Regions from separate parts of the Gossypium hirsutum genome. Here regions 2 and 3 are each linked to region 1. A link is a contact called in public Hi-C data. All regions are on one chromosome and are shown on one strand. Each heading gives the region's core, a stretch centred on a gene start, on an enhancer-like site or on the middle of the called end of the contact. The rest is flanking DNA. Distances are from core to core; before and after follow the strand shown. Region 1 holds the start of LOC107952909 (spastin). Region 2 holds the start of LOC107955326 (peroxisomal membrane protein 11C). Region 3 holds the start of LOC107955312 (peroxisome biogenesis protein 16).

Region 1 (4,088 bases), core at 616-3,115:
TAGAAATAAAACTTATAAAACATGTCTTTATATAGACTCAAAGTCTCATTTTTCTTGTTTTCTTAAGCAATGTGAGATGAGATATATGTTTATATAAATTCATGAATAAGTTTGTAACTTGTTCTTAAACAATATGGGATATAAACATATGTATAACTAGTGATTCAATAAGAACATAAAATAATAACTCAGTTTTGCTAATATGACAAACAAGTCCTAATATTTTTTTCCAGCAAAAGGACATAGCAAATAGTGAAAAGCATATAATCATATGTAAACAAAACAAGGTAAATGAATTGAAGGAGGGATATAAAACAAAACAAATAATAGATGTCAGAAAATTTTCATACATAGCCTACAGATATTAAGCAAAAACAACAGCAATATTTTACAAATTTAAAAGAATATATATATATAACTCAAAATGACGAATATATATACACACAAAAGTTGGGGGGAGGGAAACTTACTAATACTCAATCGATTCTTTGTATCTGTAAGTTCCAGACACTTTTTGATCAGCATAGGAGGGAGTATCACCTCATTTTAATTTTTTGTGTGCAGAACATACATACATACATACATACATAAATACATACATACATCTACAATCAAGTTATACTTGAAAATCTAAATGAAATGACTCACCAATTTGTATCAAATTAAAACGATCTTGAAACGTCAATATAACATTCATGCGATTATTATCATATGCATGTGATTACATTACAAATCTAAATCCATACATCAACATGAAAGTGTTATAATATTAAAACGCACACTAATAAGAGTGAAAGAAACAAGTCACTAATACTATTAACTCTTTTTCCAAGATATTGCAACTACCAAAAGGATCACATAGTATATAGTACTATATACACATATCTTTAAACAAAATATGACTCAACGGTCCCCAAAATATTAGATTAAAGTTTTGTATATAACACTATATTAATTATATTTATATAACGTATTTTAATAAAATAAATTTAATGTTAAAACTAAATTTCTATATCAAATTATTAAACAATAAAATGATGTGAATACAATATTAATGCATGTGTTCATATCTATATAAATGAATTATTAATGTATAGAATATATAAAAATTTGTAATACTCTAAACGAATAAAAAATAATATTATGAATTGACATTATGAATAAAATTGTAATGATTTTCAACACATCACTTTAAATAAACTTTATTCACAATAAATCATAATAATAAATTATGCAAAATATAAATACAACTATCAACATGTAAAAGTTTTCTAAAAGGAAACTAAAACATAGAAGGAAAATATTTGTTACATCAATAAAATTTTTAAACTTTATAAGTAAAAAAATTATAAAATATAGTGTAACCTTTAATTTTATGTTATTAGTTAAAAGAGGAAGCAATCCTACATTGTCTAGGAATAAACTGCAAACCTATTCATAATTTTATATATACATATATCTCATATCCTATATTGCTTAAAGAAAAAAAGGAAGTGAGACTTTAGGTCTATATAAAAATCTATTTTATAAGTTTTTTTTCCTCATTAATATGTGGCACAAAAAAGAAAAATTGGTGTTGTCCCTTTTAGAGTTGTAAAAAATAATTACGTGACCTCCAGTATGGAAATGCTTTCTATTAGTTTTAATGAAATTATAATAAATTTTTAGCCCATTTAAACGTTGAAGTGTGTCAGAGTTAAAGGCTGCCTTAAGCCCGGTCAAGTCTAGACAGACCGTCTGCATCTTTAAGGTCCGTCATTTTATTTAAAGTGAGCCGAGAAGTGTACAAATTGGATTGGGTTTTTAAGACCCATCTTTAAGATCAACAGTGAAACGACGTCGCCTGTTGGGCTCAAAGTGTAAAATGCCCATCTTCTTTCTCTCACTGCAGGCTATCTATCCGACGGAATTGAAAGTTTCCGGAGGGAGAACCATCAGAAGAACGCAACTGGTTTCTCTTTTCTGTTTTCCCCCTCTCTCGTTCTCGCCAACTAATTTCGGAAATTTCCTTTTCTTTTGAAAACGATTGCTTCCTTTTTTTTTCCCCTAAAATTTGATCTAAGCGATGAACTTTTTTACTCGGGAAATTCCCCCATTTTATCATAAATGGTTAGCCAAATTGCTCTTCATCTTTAAAATATCTTGATTGCTTTCTTCGAGGATTGATCTATTTCTTCTTTTTCTTTCTGTTTTTGTAGATATGAGTTTCATCAAAGACATAATCGACTCTCTAAGCTCAATCATCTCAACCGATAGCACGCCATATGAATCAACGCAAAACCCTAGTTCTTCCACGTGTCAGAACATGGAGGGAATAGCTGGAAACGAACGCACCGCGTATAAGCTCAAAGGATACTTCGATTTGGCCAAAGGAGAGATCGACAAAGCAGTTCGAGCGGAAGAATGGGGTTTAGTAGACGACGCCCTGATTCACTATAAAAATGCACAGCGAATTCTGATCGAGGCTAGCTCCACTGCCACACCTTCATATATCGGCTCTAGGTATTTCAACAATTATCTTTGCATTTTGCTTTTGCTAATTGCCTGATCATTTGGTGTTGATGGATTATAAATTTGACTCCTCATATTTTGTGATAGTGAACAAGAAAAGGTGAAATCGTATAGGCAAAAGATATCGAAATGGCAAGGTCAAGTATCTGAGAGACTACAGGTTTTAAGTCGCCGATCAGGTTATTAGTAGTGTTCTGAATATTTATCATGTTAAGTGATTTTACAATAATTAAAATACATACTCATTTCGTTTATTATTATTTTTCTATCTTCTTTAGGTAGCACATCCGCGAACAAGGTATGGCTTTCTCAGTCTTATGTTAGTTAAATGTAAACTTAACCATGTTTATTAGATGGCAACTGCGTTATGCGGTTGTTAGTTACTGAGATTGATTATTGTCTTACAGTGTTCCCATTCTTTTATTATATAATGTTATACATATTTGCAGAACACCTTAACTCATGCACAAACTGCTGCAGTTTCACCAAGAGCATCAAATTCTAGGAGAGATGTGTTACAAAAGTCTCCTCGTAACCCGGTGGTGAGAAATCAGGTTGATAAAGTTGGGAGTTCGAAATTTTCTCAAGAATCTGGTAATGGTTATGAGTCGAAGTTGGTTGAAATGATCAATACAGCAATAGTTGATAGAAGCCCTGCTGTTAAATGGGATGATGTTGGTAAGATACTGCATATGTTTTTCCCTTGGTGGTTTTGCTTTCTAATGCTTACCTTTTTCTTTCTTTCTTGCATTGAAGTTATGAACTTACTTCTCCTAGTTGTTTGCAGCTGGCCTAGAAAAGGCTAAGCAAGCACTAATGGAAATGGTTATTCTGCCAACTAGAAGGCGGGACTTGTTCACTGGACTTAGAAGGCCAGCTAGAGGTTGAATCTTACTAGACCATATTCATGAAGATAAGTTTTCCATGCTTGAGGAATTGTTTTAATGAACATTACTGCTGCATTTTGGTTTCTAGGTCTGCTTCTTTTTGGTCCACCTGGTAATGGGAAGACCATGCTTGCCAAAGCAGTTGCATCTGAATCACAGGCAACATTCTTCAATGTTTCTGCATCCTCTCTAACATCTAAATGGGTCTGTCTCTGTCCCTGCTATTATTTCCTGTTCTTGCTTTAAAAAAAGGAAGTATTTAAATGGTGTTAGATATGTTCTTAAAATTTCTTTCCTCATCCATGTGATGCTCTTGGTTATGATCTTTTATAACAAACCAGGTAGGAGAGGGTGAAAAGCTTGTTCGGACTCTCTTCATGGTTGCTATATCCAAACAGCCATCTGTTATTTTCATGGATGAAGTATGTCATTCTCTCCCATCACTCATTGGATTTATATATCCCATAAAACTATTTGCTATTATCTTGTTTTGGAACTGCTTCAAGATTGCACTTGTTGTCGATTTGTTGTTTCATGTGTTTCTGTTACTGCCTCTCAAAACTGGGCAATGCTAAGAGAAACTTGGTTTAAGATTAAGTGATTAGCATTTTAATTCTACTAGGTTTGATTTATTGCTGGTGTCTTGAATATTTTTTTTATTGTTTTTGAGCATTTTTCTGGTAATAAACA
Region 2 (4,088 bases), core at 478-2,977, 890 kb after region 1:
AAATATATGAAAAAATAAAACACTTTAAAATTTGAAAATAAAAATAAAATTACTTTTTTAAATATTAAAAAATTCTAAAATTTAATGCTATCTAAATCGGACTGAGCCGATCGGCTAAAAAATCAATTGAGATATGGTCTAGTGAAAGGTAATAAATTGATATAGATTGAGTAAAAAAACCAATTGAGCAAGCAAGTGAACCGATTTTTATAATTTTGCAAATATTTTTAATAATTTATTTACTTTGAACCGGTTGTTTTGGGAACCAATTGGTTTGACCAATTTCAAATTGGTTCAATCGATTTTTAGCTCAATTTAACCAGTCTGTACTAGTTCGCGTTAGCCGCTTTTGTAACTTGCATTGAATCGATACCTCAATCGTTTCTTGATTTGACTAGTCGGTGTGGTCCATTTAGATAAGACTGAATTTTAGAATTTTTCTTTATATTTTTATAATCATTTGTATTTTGTATTTTTTTTAATTTCAAAGAGTTTTTATTTTTCATAAGTTTTTAATTTTTTTTAAAAATTATGTTTTTAATTTTTTATGTTTTTTTTAATATGAAAAAAATTAAATATTGAGGGTTAAAAAATTTATTTTACTTTTGACATTATTAATTTTAATAACAAAATTTAAAGAGAGACCAAGATTTAAAAAAAAAATACATAGACTTATTAAATTTTAATTAAAATATAGGAATTAAATTTTAAAATTTGAAAGAATAGAAACAGGTTTAACATATTTAAACCAGTAACATTAAAATAGATTAAAATGCAGTAACTATTTTAGTTGTTCTAGTAATGAAAGAAGAAGCTAATTAGATGGGTTTTGGGAACTCCAAAACTACAAGCTAATGCTCATAATAGCAACCATTGAGGAGCATTGTATTCATAGGTTACTACCCCACTACAACATTTTGTTATTTTAAATTTAACTCTTATTTTCCTTTATAATTACAATAATTAAATTAAGTTACTGAAATTAATTAATAAATTTAAATTTAAATTTAAATTTTATATTTATATTTATAGCATTGCAGGGATATATAATATAAAATTTATTGAAAAACTAAAAATTAAATTATAAGTATATATATATATATAAATATTTACAAACATCAATAAACTTAAAATGATACTTTGAAACACATTGGAACTAAAATAAATTAAGAGAGAGAAAATTTGCTTGTCTTTTTTTTTATGAATATTGATTTTTGAAAATTCTAAATTTTAAATTAACTTTTAAAATTTAAAATTTATCTATTATGAAATTGAGCTTAGTTTTCCTCAAATATTGATTTTCAAATAGGCTATAAGAACAAGTTACCTCAACACTTAATGCAATCCTCAACCATTTGAGATCAAGTTTAAATGACATTTGGATAAAAAATTGTTATGATATTTACTATTATTGACCCATAATCGGAATGGATCTAAGTTGGACTTTATGTGGTTCGTATATCGAGCACGAATGATATTGAGCGTTCATAAAAGGGACATTTACACTCAGCTGTGAAATTACACATGAGACCGTATAACCATATATTAAATCTAGAGTGAAATACATGTTGACAAACATAAAGCTTACTTAAAAATTACATCAAGGAATAATAATTATATTATATAAATGCGTAGCTCCATCGTCGTAAAGGATACATAAATACTCAACAAAAATCAATCGAAGAGAATTTGGTTTATATTCAAGAAATCCTCATTATAATGCTTCGGAAAAAAATTGTTGAATCAAGAAATTTTGTTAGATTGGGACTTGAATTGGAATATGGTTATAAAAAGAACAAGAAAAAAAAGGGAACAAGTTGTGCAGCTGAGGAATTGGCAATGGGATTGGACCCTTTCCTTCTCTTAGAACAAACTCCAAAGTCAACAATCTAAGAATGTGGATAAGGCCGTATTTCTTGAATTGCGTGATTACCAGTGTTTGCCGTAAATTCAATGGGGTCTTCAAGGATCATAATCCAACGGTTCATAACTCAAAACATTGGAATGAAGAAAGCGGGGGTTTGGTTTGGGAAAGATTGGACCAAACATGCCTCTATCATAGAGATAGAGAACACTAAAAAAGGACACCAAGAGTGAGAGAGACTGAGACCTCCCTTCCCTTTTAAAGGAAAGGTAAAAAGTTCGTGGATTTCGAGGCCAAAATCCGCCACTTCCTTCGCTACCATTCTCTCTTTTCCTTGTGTCTGGTACTTGTACTATAATTCACCAAAACCTTGTTGTTTGGTTCATTCATGTGTGTTTTTGAGATGCCTTTATCTTCTGCTACTATTCTTATGCTTTTAGTTACTACTTGTAAGAAATGTTTGTTTCCATTTTCTATGGTTATTGTTATCTTGTTTGATTTGTTGGTTTCTTCAGGGGTTTTCAATATGGGTGATTTGGATTCATTTGTGAATTTCTTCTTCTTTTCTTTTTTTCTACTTTCCCCTTGGTCTTGGTGATATGATCTGCTTGGTTGACAGGGAAGTGGGCAATTGGGTTGTCGTTTTTGTGAGTATTTTATGAGAGAATTCTAAAACTAAGCTAAACCTTAGGTACTAGACTCAGCTGATTATGTGTCTGTGTGTGTTTGCATATTATTTGTTAAAGATTCAAAGCTAAAAGCTTCCTTATATCATCTTTTGCAAGCAAATAAACATCAGACAGCACAGCCAAATTGTTAGAAGAAATTGATGCTTTGTAGTGCTTTATATTTGATGGTGTTCACTGAATGATATCAAACCAAATGGTAATTTGCTTTTGGATATTCTGTTTTGAGTTCATGGCTTTAAGCTGTTAGAGCCTGCATTCTATTTAGGGATTGCGAATTGTTTATAGGATGATTAAGCCATTTGCTTAGACCTTGATTGTTTAAGCAACAACATACTTGGTAATGATGAGGTTTACACACACACAAAAGAATGATGGGTTCGAGTTTTTGACGTGTACTTTTGTCTTTCATTGAAAGTAAAAGCTCCTCTTCGTTATTAGTGGCTTGCTTAAACTGGCTGATAATGTTGTCTGCGACTAGCTCTTTACATTCGATCTGTGTAAGCTCATGTGAAAATGTAATTATTGTGACTTTTTCAGGTGTCTTTTAGATAAAAGATGAGTACGCTGGATGCAACTAGAGCAGAACTTGCTCTTATAGTTTTGTATTTGAATAAGGCTGAAGCAAGGGATAAGATATGCAGGGCTATACAATATGGTTCGAAATTCTTAAGTAATGGGCAACCTGGCACAGCCCAAAATGTTGACAAGTCAACCAGCTTGGCTCGGAAAGTTTTCCGTCTTTTTAAGGTTCTCTCACTATGCCTAATACTAAAAATGACAAGTTGGTGCATGTTGTACAAGGGTATTTATTTGATAATCTTTTCCTTTTTGTTTTTTGGGTGAAAGTAGTACTCCAACTTAGTAGTTAACGCTTGGTTGAATGAACACTTCTCATAACATATAAAATTAATACTTTTTACTACAAAATGCATCTGGTATCAAACTTAAATTCTTACACTATTTATTATTATTGTAGCTTGATTATTGTTTTTAATTGTGAATTTGCAGTTTGTCAATGACTTGCATGGTCTTATTAGCCCAGTTCCTCGAGGAACTCCCCTTCCACTAGCTCTGCTGGGAAAGGTGTGATAAACTTCCAATTTTCTGTACCTCTCAACTTAATTAATGCTGCTTTTGGGTTAATGCAATGCTTGTTTCAGTCCAAAAATGCGCTGTTGTCAACTTTCTTGTTTCTCGATCAAATTGTCTGGCTTGGCAGAACAGGTATCTATAAGGTATGCTATATGTTATGCACGTCATTTTTTCTGTTCTATCTAATTTGTTAGTCTTGGTTTACAAATGTTAACTCGAAGGAAGCCATTTACAGAACAAAGGAAGAACTGAGCTGATTGGACGAATATCTCTTTTCTGTTGGATGGGTTCTTCAATCTGTACCACCTTGGTTGAGGTTTGTTGCTGTGCTCTTCAGCATTCATTAATTTGAGAATGAGTCTCTACCTACAAACTTGTTTTTACTTACCATGTTTCATTAGCCATATCCACTTGTTTATGACATATACCATCTTTTTATCAGC
Region 3 (4,088 bases), core at 445-2,944, 600 kb after region 1:
ATGATCTTATCTTTTGTTGAAACAGTTTGGTGGATTCACCTTTTGCTTGTGACAGTATTCAGAAAGGAAAATTTACTGCTGATGGAATGTGTTGGTCACTACCTACCGCAGGTTTTTTGAAGTGTAACGTTGAAGGTTGTCCTGGCCAGGCGGGTTGTGGGGGTGCTCAGAAATGATCTCGGTGATGTCTTGGCTATGTTCTCGGATCCCATTGGCTCTGCAACGCCAATTGTTGCTGACCTTATTACTATTAAAATGGCACTTTCCCTCTTTATTCAGTCGTCCCGATTAAGAGGTAAGGGCTTGATCATTGAGTCCGACTCAGCTTTTGCGGTTTCTTGGTGTAAGAAGAAAGATGATCGGCCCTGGAAACTTTGGGGTTAATTTGATGAGATTGATTGCTTTGTTTCGAAAATTGGGTGTGTTTACTTTCAACATGTAAACAGGGATCGTAACTCAATGGCTGACTCTATTGCCAAAGATGGGGTCGATAGGTCTATGTTGTTTAATGCGTGGTGGTAGTACGCATCTTTGTTATGTTATCATGTTGGAACATATTTGGGGTCACCTTGATGTTCCAAGGTTCCAGTTTCGATTATTATATCACCTGGCTTGGGCCATTGGGAAGGGAAGGCAGCTCGTGTGGGTCTATTAACAGCAGCGATGGCGCATGGTTCTACAAGAATCGACAGTGCTGTGATGTTTAAAGCTTGGATTTAGTATATTTTTTATTTTCTGCTTTAGTTTTGGTGATTGTTGTTATGGGTTTTGTAAAGGTTCTCTTTGCTGTTATTTTGTGTTGTTTTCTACCAACTATGTGAGCATTTTGTTAATCTGACTCCATCAATAAAAGTCTTTGATTTATGCTTAGCAAATAAATAAATAAACAATAAAAATTATAATTTATAATTTAGTCATTAAATTATTTAAAAGTTTTTATTTAAGTTGTCGAGCTATTTAAAATTTTTTATTTAAGTCACTGGATTATTACATTTTTTTTTAATTTCGTCAGTGAATTCTAGAACGATTTGACGATTGGTACAATGGATCAATAGTCATCGGCGAGGAGAAAAATAATTTTTAAATCCAAGTCGATTTGAAGGTCAATGTCGAAGATTGTAAAAAAAAGCTATTTGAATTTTAATTATCAAATTTACGATGTCTAATACCGTTTCATGAAAATAAAATTGGACTATAAAAGTGGAGGGAGAAGAGAACTTTTGATTGATGCAAGCAATGCAAATAGAAAAAGTCATATTGCATCGATTTTAACGGTACAATGACTTAAATAAAAAAAATTTTAATAGTTTAATGATCAAATTATAATTTTTTTTAGTTAAGTAGCCAAAACAAAAATTTACATATAGCTTAATGACTAGTGGTGTAATTCACTATTATTTTATTCACAATTATATGATAAAATATACCATATAAAATAACAAAGCATAGAATTATTATAAATGTATTATAATCTGCCATTGAAATTATTAGATTTTACAAGTGAGGTTAATGGGTTAATAAATATTTTATAAGATATATTAAAATATTAAATATTTTAAAAATTGACAATTTTTTTAAAATTATGTACTACCAAATATTTTCGTATTATATCAAAATTTATAATATCTTAAATAATATTGTGATAAAGAAAATAATAGATATAAATAAGATGGGCAATCGCCTAATTAATGGTATTACGATGATGGCAATGTTCTCTTTAATGTGTATATATTTTGGACATTAACGAGATTCATGACTTTGTGAAAGTCAATAACTCGTTCGGGTGCACACAAAACCGATATCCTGTCATCTCCCTCTTTCTGTCTTTTCTGAGTTTCTCCTTTTTATGATCCTCTGTTTTTTCATTACCTCAATGGTCTACCGCTAAAGCTCGTGGTCTCCCACATCATTTCGAAACCGAATTCAGTGATCCAACAAAATCCAATCATTAACTCTCGAGGCTCAGCACCCAATTTTAGTAACAAAGAGGCACACCTCGTAGCCCTCGCACTTTCCCCATCTCCAACTTATCCTCAACATTCTTCCATTTTCCTCTGCGGAATTGAGTCAACGGTTGAATTGAAAAAAAAAAAGGTTTATTGATTGGGTATTTGCGAATCTGGGTTTCTTCCTAATTTCCAAAATTTTGATAAGATTGAGCATGAATTGGCTTGAGAGTGGTTCCGCGAGCTAGGGTTTCGAAACTTTTGAATTGGATTTTTTTTTATTAACTGATAAAGTTTGTGCGAATCAATGGAGGCTTATAAGACATGGGTTAGGAGGAACAAAGACTACGTACACTCTTTGGAGTCTCTTGCCAATGTAAGCTTTTATCTTCTTTCCCCCCCTTTCTATAATTACATAATGTCAACTTTTTTTTTCCTTGCTTCGGAAGGTTAATTTTAATAGCTTTTATATGGTTCTTGGTAAATGACTTATATATATAATGTTAAGGTGCATTGAATTTATCATATATGCTCATACATCCAAATATAAGTGCTTTAAACTGTTTTTCTCCAAAGCTTATTTCTTGTTTGATTGATTTAGAGTGGGTGACTTTCTGGGTTTCACTTATGCTGATATAATTTCTGTCTACTGCCTCTTCCATCTTTCCTTAAAAGTGAAGGAAATCCATTTGCAATTTAAAATGAAATGAAAGAAAAAAAAATTGCCTTTTACATGTGTTTGTTTTTCAGATGTTGGATCTGAAAACACATTCAGTTGAAGAACAAAAATGGAAAGTTATTATATCCGGAAGAGTGAAATTTTAGAGTTTCCAGTTAGCTGCTCCGACTAGATTCTTTTTTATTCTTTACTGTGGATAATATATACCCCAATTCCCGACTTATGTTTTCTTTTTGTATCTATGGACTATGATCTATAGTTTGGTTATTTGGATTATTTGTGTGCATGCTTGGGAATGTGGGCAACATTTTGTGAATGATTTTTCACTGTGTTGTGAAATTTGAGTGTTGCTATCTTATGCTGTTATTGAAAATGGTTGTGCAGGGATTGACGTGGCTTCTTCCCGAACGGTTCTCCACTTCAGAGATAGGGCCAGAAGCAGGTTTTGTGAAACTTTGGTAACATTGGCTGTTTCTTTATAGCTTAGAAAGTAGAAACTGATAAGATTTCCCCACCCCCAACCCCCACTTGATTCAAAGTAATCATCTAATTGGTTGCTGTTGAGAAAGAAATGAGTTAACGTTTTAAATGGGGTGTTTAATTACTTCCTTTTAGGTTCTAGCTAAATGTAGTGCCCCCGCTCCCTCTCCCCTTCTTAAGTCCCCTGGTTTGTAATGTCAGTGTGAAGAAGATCAAGATATTTCCCAACTTAAGTTGTGTCATCTTTTCATAGACTGAGTTCTTTTTTTTTTTATTGAACTATTTGGTAAATTTATGCAGTAACTGCAATTTTGGGCATAGTCACTGCCGTCAATGAGCATATAATTGATACTACTCCTCGTGAGAGGCATCCTGGCTCTGCTGATCCTTCATCATTCCCTTATGGGTTGTGCATATCTGCACTAAAGGACTTGGAAACTTTGGTCGAAGTTGTTGCTGAGCAATACTATGGTGATAAGAAATGGAATTTCATTGCTGTTACAGAAGCTATCAAGTAAGAAAGCTTCATTATATAATGTGTGACGCTTTAAACACCTAGGCTTTTCCTCCTAATTTTTTTGGCATTATGCCTTTGCCTGATTATTTTGTATTTGATGTAGGGTGATAGTTAGATTAGCTTTATTTCGGAACAGTGGATATAAAATGCTTCTTCATGGAGGAGAGACTCCAAATGTTGAAAAAAGTTCAGATTATACAGGTTCACAACATAGAATCGGAGGTTTCCCTAGGCCTGGAGGTCATCACCATGGAGCTGGTTTGTTACAAAACAATCATGGGTCAAACACATGGACTATTGAAGGAAGGGCATTGTCTGCTTTGAGCAGATTTGGAGAGAGTGCTAGAATGGTGTCTAACCCCGTATGGTTCCAGAGAATTCAACAACAGCATGCGATTATGGCGCCTCCAAGTGATTATTTCTTTAAAATTTCATGATTGGTTACTTATTAGGGTGAATTGATGGG

The links. A called contact is a pair of places that touch in the nucleus more often than the background predicts.
Region 2: a Hi-C map of leaf shows a contact between it and region 1, with 2.4 times the contacts expected there. The contact joins the promoter of LOC107955326 here to the promoter of LOC107952909 in region 1. A contact is called at or near these places in 3 of 34 Hi-C or Micro-C datasets (all in leaf).
Region 3: a Hi-C map of leaf shows a contact between it and region 1, with 1.9 times the contacts expected there. The contact joins the promoter of LOC107955312 here to the promoter of LOC107952909 in region 1. A contact is called at or near these places in 2 of 34 Hi-C or Micro-C datasets (both in leaf).

The regions. Positions count from the first base shown.
Region 1 is chrA07:34,975,845-34,979,932 of Gossypium_hirsutum_v2.1, reverse strand. LOC107952909 (spastin) reads left to right here and starts at 1,865. Exons shown (of 14, transcript XM_016888114.2): 1 at 1,865-2,109; 2 at 2,199-2,502; 3 at 2,599-2,690; 4 at 2,790-2,809; 5 at 2,961-3,189; 6 at 3,299-3,394; 7 at 3,487-3,602; 8 at 3,740-3,820. The coding sequence starts at 2,201.
Region 2 is chrA07:34,088,788-34,092,875 of Gossypium_hirsutum_v2.1, reverse strand. LOC107955326 (peroxisomal membrane protein 11C) reads left to right here and starts at 1,727. Exons shown (of 8, transcript XM_016891069.2): 1 at 1,727-2,133; 2 at 3,091-3,300; 3 at 3,562-3,636; 4 at 3,714-3,788; 5 at 3,881-3,961; 6 at 4,088. The coding sequence starts at 3,109.
Region 3 is chrA07:34,376,505-34,380,592 of Gossypium_hirsutum_v2.1, reverse strand. It overlaps LOC107955312 (peroxisome biogenesis protein 16), which reads left to right and starts at 1,694. Exons shown (of 8, transcript XM_016891048.2): 1 at 1,694-2,322; 2 at 3,010-3,067; 3 at 3,406-3,619; 4 at 3,726-4,033. The coding sequence starts at 2,254.